Regions from separate parts of the Mus musculus genome. Here regions 1 and 2 are each linked to region 3. The links are chromatin contacts, called in public targeted proximity ligation maps. All regions are on one chromosome and are shown on one strand. The core of a region is the stretch at or near the end of the contact, and the rest is flanking DNA. Distances in the headings are between cores, read along the strand shown. Region 1 has its middle 25 kb from the start of Pcgf5. Region 2 has its middle 49 kb from the start of Pcgf5. Region 3 overlaps Gm32027 (a long non-coding RNA gene).

The links.
Region 1: a contact with region 3 is called in a targeted proximity ligation map of extraembryonic endoderm stem cells. A contact is called at or near these places in 7 of 39 promoter capture datasets (3T3-L1-derived adipocytes, the C10 cell line, the HPC-7 cell line and 3 more), 5 of 130 datasets of targeted methods (T-cell acute lymphoblastic leukemia, embryonic fibroblasts, embryonic stem cells and 2 more) and 1 of 9 other capture datasets (embryonic stem cells).
Region 2: a contact with region 3 is called in a targeted proximity ligation map of extraembryonic endoderm stem cells. A contact is called at or near these places in 1 of 39 promoter capture datasets (embryonic stem cells), 4 of 484 Hi-C or Micro-C datasets (DN3 thymocytes, the HPC-7 cell line, embryonic fibroblasts and 1 more) and 6 of 130 datasets of targeted methods (embryonic fibroblasts, embryonic stem cells, extraembryonic endoderm stem cells and 3 more).

The regions. Positions count from the first base shown.
Region 1 is chr19:36,383,141-36,386,109 of GRCm38.p6, reverse strand. It overlaps a transcript of Pcgf5 not described here. Among named protein-coding and RNA genes, the nearest start is that of Pcgf5, 25 kb to the left of the region's middle.
Region 2 is chr19:36,359,348-36,362,047 of GRCm38.p6, reverse strand. It overlaps a transcript of Pcgf5 not described here. Among named protein-coding and RNA genes, the nearest start is that of Pcgf5, 49 kb to the left of the region's middle.
Region 3 is chr19:36,226,682-36,229,381 of GRCm38.p6, reverse strand. All of the region lies in intron 1 of Gm32027 (a long non-coding RNA gene), which reads left to right. Among named protein-coding and RNA genes, the nearest start is that of Gm46664, 7.9 kb to the left of the region's middle.

The DNA.
Region 1 (2,969 bases), core at 155-2,654, 160 kb before region 3:
AGTACACTGTAGCTGTCTTCAGACACTCCAGAAGAGGGAGTCAGATCTTGTTACGGATGGTTGTGAGCCACCATGTGGTTGCTGGGATTTGAACTCCGGACCTTCGGAAGAGCAGTCGGGTGCTCTTACCCACTGAGCCATCTCACCAGCCCAAAATTCTATAGTTCTATGTAACAAAATTTTATGTTGCAAAATTTTAAGTTACAAGTACTCACTATGTACTAGTGAGGGAATGAGACAAAGGAGCTCACAGTTGACAACACTAGTAAAGATACATCCCATAGCTCCTAAGTTCAGGTACTTACAAGGATACATTGTTGTCTGTGCCATACATAACTCCTGCCAAAAGTCTATCTTGACTCTAACAATAGGGAAATATAAAGCAAGCCCTGGCAAGGGCCACTTAACGAAACAAATGACATAAGCTTTAGAAAAACAATAAAAAACAAATACATACTAGGAAGCTTAAAGGAATGGGACAACCAAGTGCAATGTGCAATTCCGGGTGGGCTCACTGACTTCAACTGTCGTTGCTGTGTTTAGACAGGGTGGAAACAGGATAGAAAGGTGTGCACACTGAGCTAGCTGTGCTGTGTCCATGTTACAATCCCTGAACATGACACGGAGTCTCCTTCTTAGGTGATAAAATTAAATGTGACATAAACAGCTGCGAGAATTATACAGGGAAACACCGAACAGAGAGGTACAGAGGGTATGGTGGTGTGTGGGGCAAATGGTGAATAGCGGGGAACACGGACTTCCCTTTGCAAAGCTCTTGTGACTCGTCCATGGGCTTTGAGTATGTCAAAATAAAACTTGGAAAGATTCAACACCAAAAGGGGCAAGACAAATGGTGCCCCACCCCCAGGCTTCTAACAGAGAAATCTAAGCACTAACAGAATCACCCTCCACACTGGCAGACTAATCATGATCTAGTGATTGAATACAAGACACAGGCCCAAAAGGATCCCCTTCTGTAAATACTTTTCTAAGGAGCAACGCTCTTTCCAACCAAATTCTCAGTCCTCAGCACAGGATACACAGCTGAGAACCAGGCTCCCCGATTGGAATTTACAGTGTGGTGGAAGAAAGCAGAAAATACGGAATAGAAGTCAGGTAGCAATAGCCGCTATCTATAAAGGAAAGGAGAGCCAAGGGGAACTTTGGGGGAATGGAGTGATATGTTTAAAAGGGAGGTTAGGGCTCACTCGCTTGCTCACTTCAGCTGCACAATTACTAAAACTGGAACAGTATAGGGAAGATGACACGGCCCTTGTGCAAGAACCACACACAAATTTTCCAAGTGTTCTACTCATCTTTTTAAAGGGGAGGGGTTAAAGGACTCTAGTCAGAGCACACTTGAACAAGACATGAAGGAGTTAAGGTACTCAGCTGGCAGGTAGTGGGGGCGGGGAGGGGGGAAGGTGGCAGGAAATGAGCACAGAGCAAGGCCTAAGCAAAGGGCTGAAGATAGAGTCTTCAGGCTGAAACAGACAATAGGGGATAAAGGTCGCAGGGCCAGTCCTAGCTCCCTGCTGAGACACTGTTCTTTGTTCTGACCCCTGGATTGCTGTCTCCCATCCTTCCCATCTACCCAGCATCCCCCTTGTTCTAGACACCAGCACAGCAGAGCCCTAAGGAAGGGCTCAGTCTCCTCTGAGTAGAGCCTCTACAAGGCTTTCCCTCACAACCTACCAGTCACCTCAGGAGATGCCTTCTTCATACACTCACTCCCCTTTTCTGTGATACTTTTTAAACCTTCAACAACAACCCCCCCCCCCCCCCGCCCCAGGTTCTCTTTGGAAATTACATTTGTTCTATAAGTGTCTAGTCAAGGCTGGTTAGCTGGTGGTGTTTACAACCTCCACGGTTTCTTTTCATAGAAGCAACTTTCCTTCCAGGATGTGACAGGGGCACCCACATCTCCATTCTCTGTTGATACAACATGTGCTTCTTCTAGATGTGAATTAAGCTCTGCAGCCAGAGGCAGTATCCTGCTTGCTCTTTGTAGTGATGGGTCATGCGGAGCCAGACACCTAGCAATTCTTTGATAGCAACGGGGCTGTTTTATACCCCAGAGATTAAAAAGCCAACTTCTTATTAATCTGATAGGAGTTGCCGAAGTGTTGACACAACATGTCCTCCAGTTGCTGTTAAGCATAAACACCCCACTAGGGATTCTGGTAGAATCTAGTATACGGTGCATGGGAGTGAGGGTGGGGGGATTGCATGCCCTTAAAACCCCTTTGGATCTTGACCATGATACAGTCAGCCAAACATCATCTAGGTGTGCAGACTGTCAGTAAAAGACTACCAATAGTGACTTACAACATTATTTCTATAGGAAGAATGAGTTTGGAGCTTGGCTCAAATAATTAACTTATCAATAAACTTTGGCGTACAGACTTGCCAATTTGGAATACTAGCATCTGTGACTGTGGGTATATTTTCCATAGATTATTTGCGACAGGCATAGAGGGCCATGGCTGCTATGTAGAAGGGTGGCAGACACTGGTTTTAGAGTTGTTGGACTAAACATATTACATATTTAAAATGTCCAGTAGTTAGGAAATTGTCAGCATTATCAGTACATGGTATCTGAGCTCAAGACAGGACAGCATGGAGGATCAAAGAAGCAAAGACTATGACCAGTGTAGTGATTCTAGTAGGGACAAAACGGGTAGTTCTGATGCTATAAAAATAACAGCTTGTGTATCTCTAGCCTCACTGAACAGTTAGGGCATAACCTGAATGCACAGAACCTAGTTTAATCACAAACACTGTTGCGTATGCAACACAGTTACAAATTTACTAGATAGTTCACAGATTTCTCTATGCGTAGTTCACACATTGGGAATGTTAGGAACGTCACCATTTCTAAGATTTTATGGAGAAGTTTAAACCTGAAGCTCAAGGAAAACTTGCCACATTGTATCCAGATAGCAATGTTCAATACATTCCTTGAACTT
Region 2 (2,700 bases), core at 103-2,602, 130 kb before region 3:
TGGAATCCCGTATGTTTTTCTTCCCTGACTTATTCCCACATGTTAATATAAAAATAACGCCCAGTAATATGTATCAATTAAATAGTCTTAATTCTTCTACTTCATACATACTTTGCATGGATTTTTAAAATTTTTAGATTGAAAATAATATCTATTTGAATTTTTTTTCTTGCCTCAAGTTTATTTGTAAAAACAGCATAGGACACTGGTCATCTGCAAATAGCATGTGGGTAGGTGTGTCACAGACAAACATCTGTCTTCACATTGGCAGGAACCTTTTCTATGGGGGTCTTCACAGGGGCCTGGACACCTTTGGGAGCCTGGGCTGAAGCTTTGGCCTCTGCCTTGACTTGAACCTATGGCAGAGCCTATGCCCCTTGGCCATGTAGCTTCGAATCTGCTTCCGAAGCTTGGGGTGAGGAAAGCCAGGTGGCTGAGTTTGCGGCTTTGTCCCTTTGGCATCTTGGGCTTGATGGCCTGAGGCTTCACCAGGGCCTTGATGGCCTCTGCGCATGCGCTCACTGCATTGTTGGCCTGCATCTTCTTCAGGCCTTTCTTGTGCTTCTTAGAGGCGAAGCACATGTTTCTCAGGAACTTGGAGTCAGCCCCCTTAAGAGATTCGTATCTTTGTAACCAGAGTTTCTTGATGCCATTTCTGTGCCATTTGTAGGACTGGTTGTGTGTGGTGAGGTTCTTGGACTTGGCCGTGTCTGCACGGTAACCCGTGGCTCCTGGACCATCTCTCTGAATTTTTAAGGAAGTAATTCAGAGTTCTTTTTTTTTTTTTTTTTTGTCTTATGTGTTTGTTTATATATCTTGACAGTGTTTCTCTATTGTGTAGCTCTGGTGGTCTTAGAACTTGCTATGTACACAAGGTTCACAGATTTCTGCCTGCCTCTGCCTCCTGACTGCTAAGGCTCAAGGCTTGTAAGGATCCAGCGTTGGTGTTAAATTATTGAACACCATCCTGCTTTCAATCTTTTTACATAGGACCTGTTTCGACTATACGGTGATTTGTATATTCATGTTCTTGATATACTGTAATTTTCCAGTGTTATGGTTTGTACATTAGGTAGTGTGTGTGTGTGTGTGTGTGTGTGTGTGTGTGTGTGCTGAGCCTTTTACTCTTCTCTATCTGTTCGTGGTAATGAATCTTTCATTTATTTTTATTCAGCTGAGAAACATTTCATTAGGATTTCATTTGGTTGGTTGTGATAGAAGCAGATTTCTAACTCCCTCCCCAGGCTTTCAAACAGGCCTGCATTTTGTGGCCTCTCTCTGCCCAACAGCTCCTGCTTCCAGAGCCTTCCCAGATTCTAGCGATAAGCCAGGCGCTTCTTCCCGTATTCAGTCCAACCCCCTCAGGACACTGAGGTATCAGCTTTCTCCTGTCTACTAGGTCAGCAGTCACTGGACTGTTTGGTTCTTATCTCCTACATTTTTGTGTGTCTCTCCCTCCTGTTGCCTTTTGTGGTCACCATTATTGCGTGGCATTCATTAATAGTTTTGAGGAATCGAGGGTGGGGCTGTTGGCCAGCACTGTGGGACTACCAAGAAGCTGTGAGAGTTTGGGAGGTGCTATCATGGAAATAAGCTAGGTAACGGGATGCGATTTCTGAGGGTACACTGGAACACTAACCCTTATTCTGTCTCTCTGTCTGTCTCTCTGTCTGTCTGTCTCTGTCTCTGTCTCTCTCTCTCTGTGCTTCCTGTCCACCATGTGAAGGGCTTCCTAACAGATTGGCTTCCTGCCTGCCATGTTGCCCTACCTTGACCCAGGTTCAGAAGCAGCATGGCTGACTAAACGTAGGGAATCCTCCGGAAGGGTGAGCCAAATGAAACTTCTCTTCTTTCTCTAGGTTTATCACAGGTGTCTTCTCACAGGAACATGAAACTAACAGAGCATCCCAGGAAGGGCTGGCAGAAAATGCACATGACCGGGCTAACAAATCTCACATGAAGTCTTACTAACCCAATTTCATAAGCACAGAACTTGCCCCCAAAGATGGATCTTTTAACACTTCTAGTTGTCCTGACTTGTAGGCTACCCGAGTAACTGAAACCCTCCTGGTTATCTTACTATTTTTTTTAAGATGTGGGAACACACACATACACACATTCACACACACACACACACACACACACACACACACACACACACAGTATTCAAGTGAATCTTAAGTCAGGTGTAGTGGCTCACACGGGTAATTCCAGCTCTCTGGGGACTGGAGGAAGACCAAGGCAAATATAATAAGGCTGGTGGGGCTTCAGCTCCAGCAGGTAAGTTGCCTGAAGCAAGTAAGCAAAGAATTCTTTTCTACATAGCAAAAAGACTCTGGTCCGTTAATCCATCTATTTACTCTTAGAATATGATTTGTGGCACAAGATCATTTGTCCTAGGATTGGAGATAGATTTTCCATACAATATATTCTGATGATAGTGTCCTCCTCCAATTCCCCCAATACCCCCCCACACACATCGCCTTCAATCTGAATCCACCACTTTTCCGTCTGTCCTTAGAAAACTAAGAGAAAACCTCTAGAACAATAATAAAATAAAATATGATATAGCAAAACCACACAAACTGAAATAGGACAAAACAAGAGCCAAATGAAAGCACACGAACCCCGTATAGACACAGAGACACACACACGTTTGTACAAACAGGAATCCCATAAAAACACAAAACTAGAAGCCAT
Region 3 (2,700 bases), core at 157-2,656:
ATTTTGTTAGGTATTATAAATAATCCCGTTATATTATAATGAGATTAATCAAATAATCTCATCAAATTATAAAAGTGACTCAGCATATGCTGGAAGATATATGTAGATTACATATAACTATACCATTTTATATGAGAGATATGACATCCACAGTGTTTGGTATCTGCTAGGGCCTTTGGAGTCACTGTGGTGTTGTGTTGTAGGGTGCTTGGGAGTCCTCACATCGTGCTGTAAATTCTAATAGCTCTTCACATGGCATTCACATGGAGCCTCCGTAGAATGTAGGAACATAACCCAGGACACTTCTGAGTCAGGTGACAACCGCACACATTAAAAGACACCTTTCAACCTTTACCAGACCACAGAGTGTCTCAGAATCCCGACATCTGTTCTATTTATGGCCATTGTCTTTGACTTCTGTTGTGACAATGAGGTCAGGAGTTGTTTGTACAAATGAGAGAGGAAACCATCTCCTGCTGTTCCCTGTGTCTTGACAGAGGCAAAGAGAGAAAAGATAATGCAATTTTAGCTTCTCCGACCTCCCCATATTTCCTTTGGTGAGAGCAGAGCTTCTGGGCCAGGCTTCCTAATAGACAACCGAAGCAAGCTTCCTAATAGATGACCAAAGCAAGCTTCCTAATAGATAACTGAAGCAAGCATCCTGACACCTTTAAGGCTTGGTGTGTGTGTCTGTCTAAAGGGGATGACAGTTGTCCTTCATTACAGAGCTGCTGAGTCACCTGCTGCAGTGTAGAGAGACGGTTTACAGACCGTAAGTACTCAATGCGGGTAGCTGTTGAGCAAATCCCAGTTGACTTCTGATGAGCTCCTACGGTATGTTCACCCTATGTAGAAAGTTCTCTAACAAGAGTCCCCAGAAACACTCAGTCCTTACTTATCTGGTAATATTAGGGCTTCGATATATTTAACAAGACTGTAGTCTTTCTCATTGTTAGAGGTGGAAGAGCTGAGATAGGACCCAGGTCACAGGCTGCTGGTGTTTTTCCTTGTGAGCTGTGTCTGTCTTAAAAGCGTGAGGACTCTGGAGATCAGCTAGAAAGTAAGGTAGGACGGCTGTTAGTTCTTGCCTGCTGCTCTTAGAAACCCTTTAAATTATACTTTTATATCCAACACGTAGGTAAATACACATTTTAAGCAATGAATCAATAGAGTATGGCTTTGCTCATATTCACACTCTGGACTTCTGAGAAAATCTGAAGGCTTTTGATGGCTTACAACCAGGGGGTTTCTTCCCTCGTTTCCTTTTATTTTAAAGCAGCAAGTTGACTCCTCTTCTTCCCGGAAGCCTTTCTAAGTCATCACAAACAACATTCCTGGCGCTCCAGAGACCCTTCCAGAAGCTTTCCTATTCTTCCTGGGGATGGGTTCTGACTGACATCATCCGGCAGGAACGCAAAGGGCTTCCCCAGATTGATTCATCCTGCCGAGAATCTGCAGTGTGTCTCTTCATTCCCTATTGTGTCTTAATTCAGAAATTTATGGCGGAGGATACAGGGTGCTTCTCTTTGCTACTTTTCCTTGAGGTTGGCTTTTGAAAACTCAGCGATTTTAGCAACTGCTTGGAAAACTTTATCATCCCCCCCCCCCCCCCCGCCCCGACCCCTTCACAAGTGTGGTTTTATATCTCTTAGCCAATCATTTCTTATCTCTTGTTACTTCTGCTCCTTTTTTATTCAAATCAACCAGCGTCTGTTCCAGGACTCGGTGCCAAGGTGCCGCCCAGCTTAGAGGAACGGACCTTTGATCTTTTTCTTTTGCCTCATCTTGGTACCAACACACTAGTTACCACTTAAATCCCTTCACATTCTCACGCCTCTCTTTGCAGATTCACCCGGGTTTTTTTTTTTTTTTTTTTTTTTTAAGAAAGGAGAATTTTTAAGTGAGAAGCTATAAAGCTTATTCGTATAAATGCTAAAGGAAGACAGCCCTGAGCTATGTGATTGTGTTCTGTGTAGGTGTGCTTGATGGGCAGAGGTGATGCCCATTTAGAAGTGTGCAGGAGTAGGTTTGACTTTGGCTCTTCCAATCTGGTAGGTCCCTGTTACGTTTCGTACCCTTTTTCTATCCAGGTAGCTTTTTCATGTCCTGAGCCACTTCTATAGGCTGGATGGAATGCAGTTAATGCCATAGGAGAAAACTTAGGGTGTTTCCTTACCAGCCCAGCCTGGATGTGTGCAGTGACTTCACTTTGCCTCTGGGTGCATACAGGGCCTCGTTTAAATGGACTTAGCTGTGGCTTTTATAGTTTGCCGTGGACTGAAATAGACTTATTGTCATTCGTTTGCTTATGAAGATATTTTACTGATGTCTGGCGTATGGTGAGTCTTCTGACTTCTAAATCCCCATTTCAAACGTGTGTTAAATGAGAACTGCATAATGTTTTAGAGGGAGTCACAGACCCAGGACATATCTTAAAGTGTTGAAAAGAATTTTTCAATAGGTGAGCACTGATTTATCACCCATCCTGTGCCAGGTACTGACTAATTGTGGCCCAGTGGTACTGCCTTGGGGAAACAGACACAGGCTTTCTCCTCGGGCGCCAGAGCCCCTTGGATGGCTTTCATAACAGCTGTAGCTTGACTATAGATATAACTCACTTGCTTACAAGTTGTGGGAAAAGCTATTACCCTGTAGGTGCTTGGCCCTTTAACCCATAGCCATGAACCTGATAAACTCATC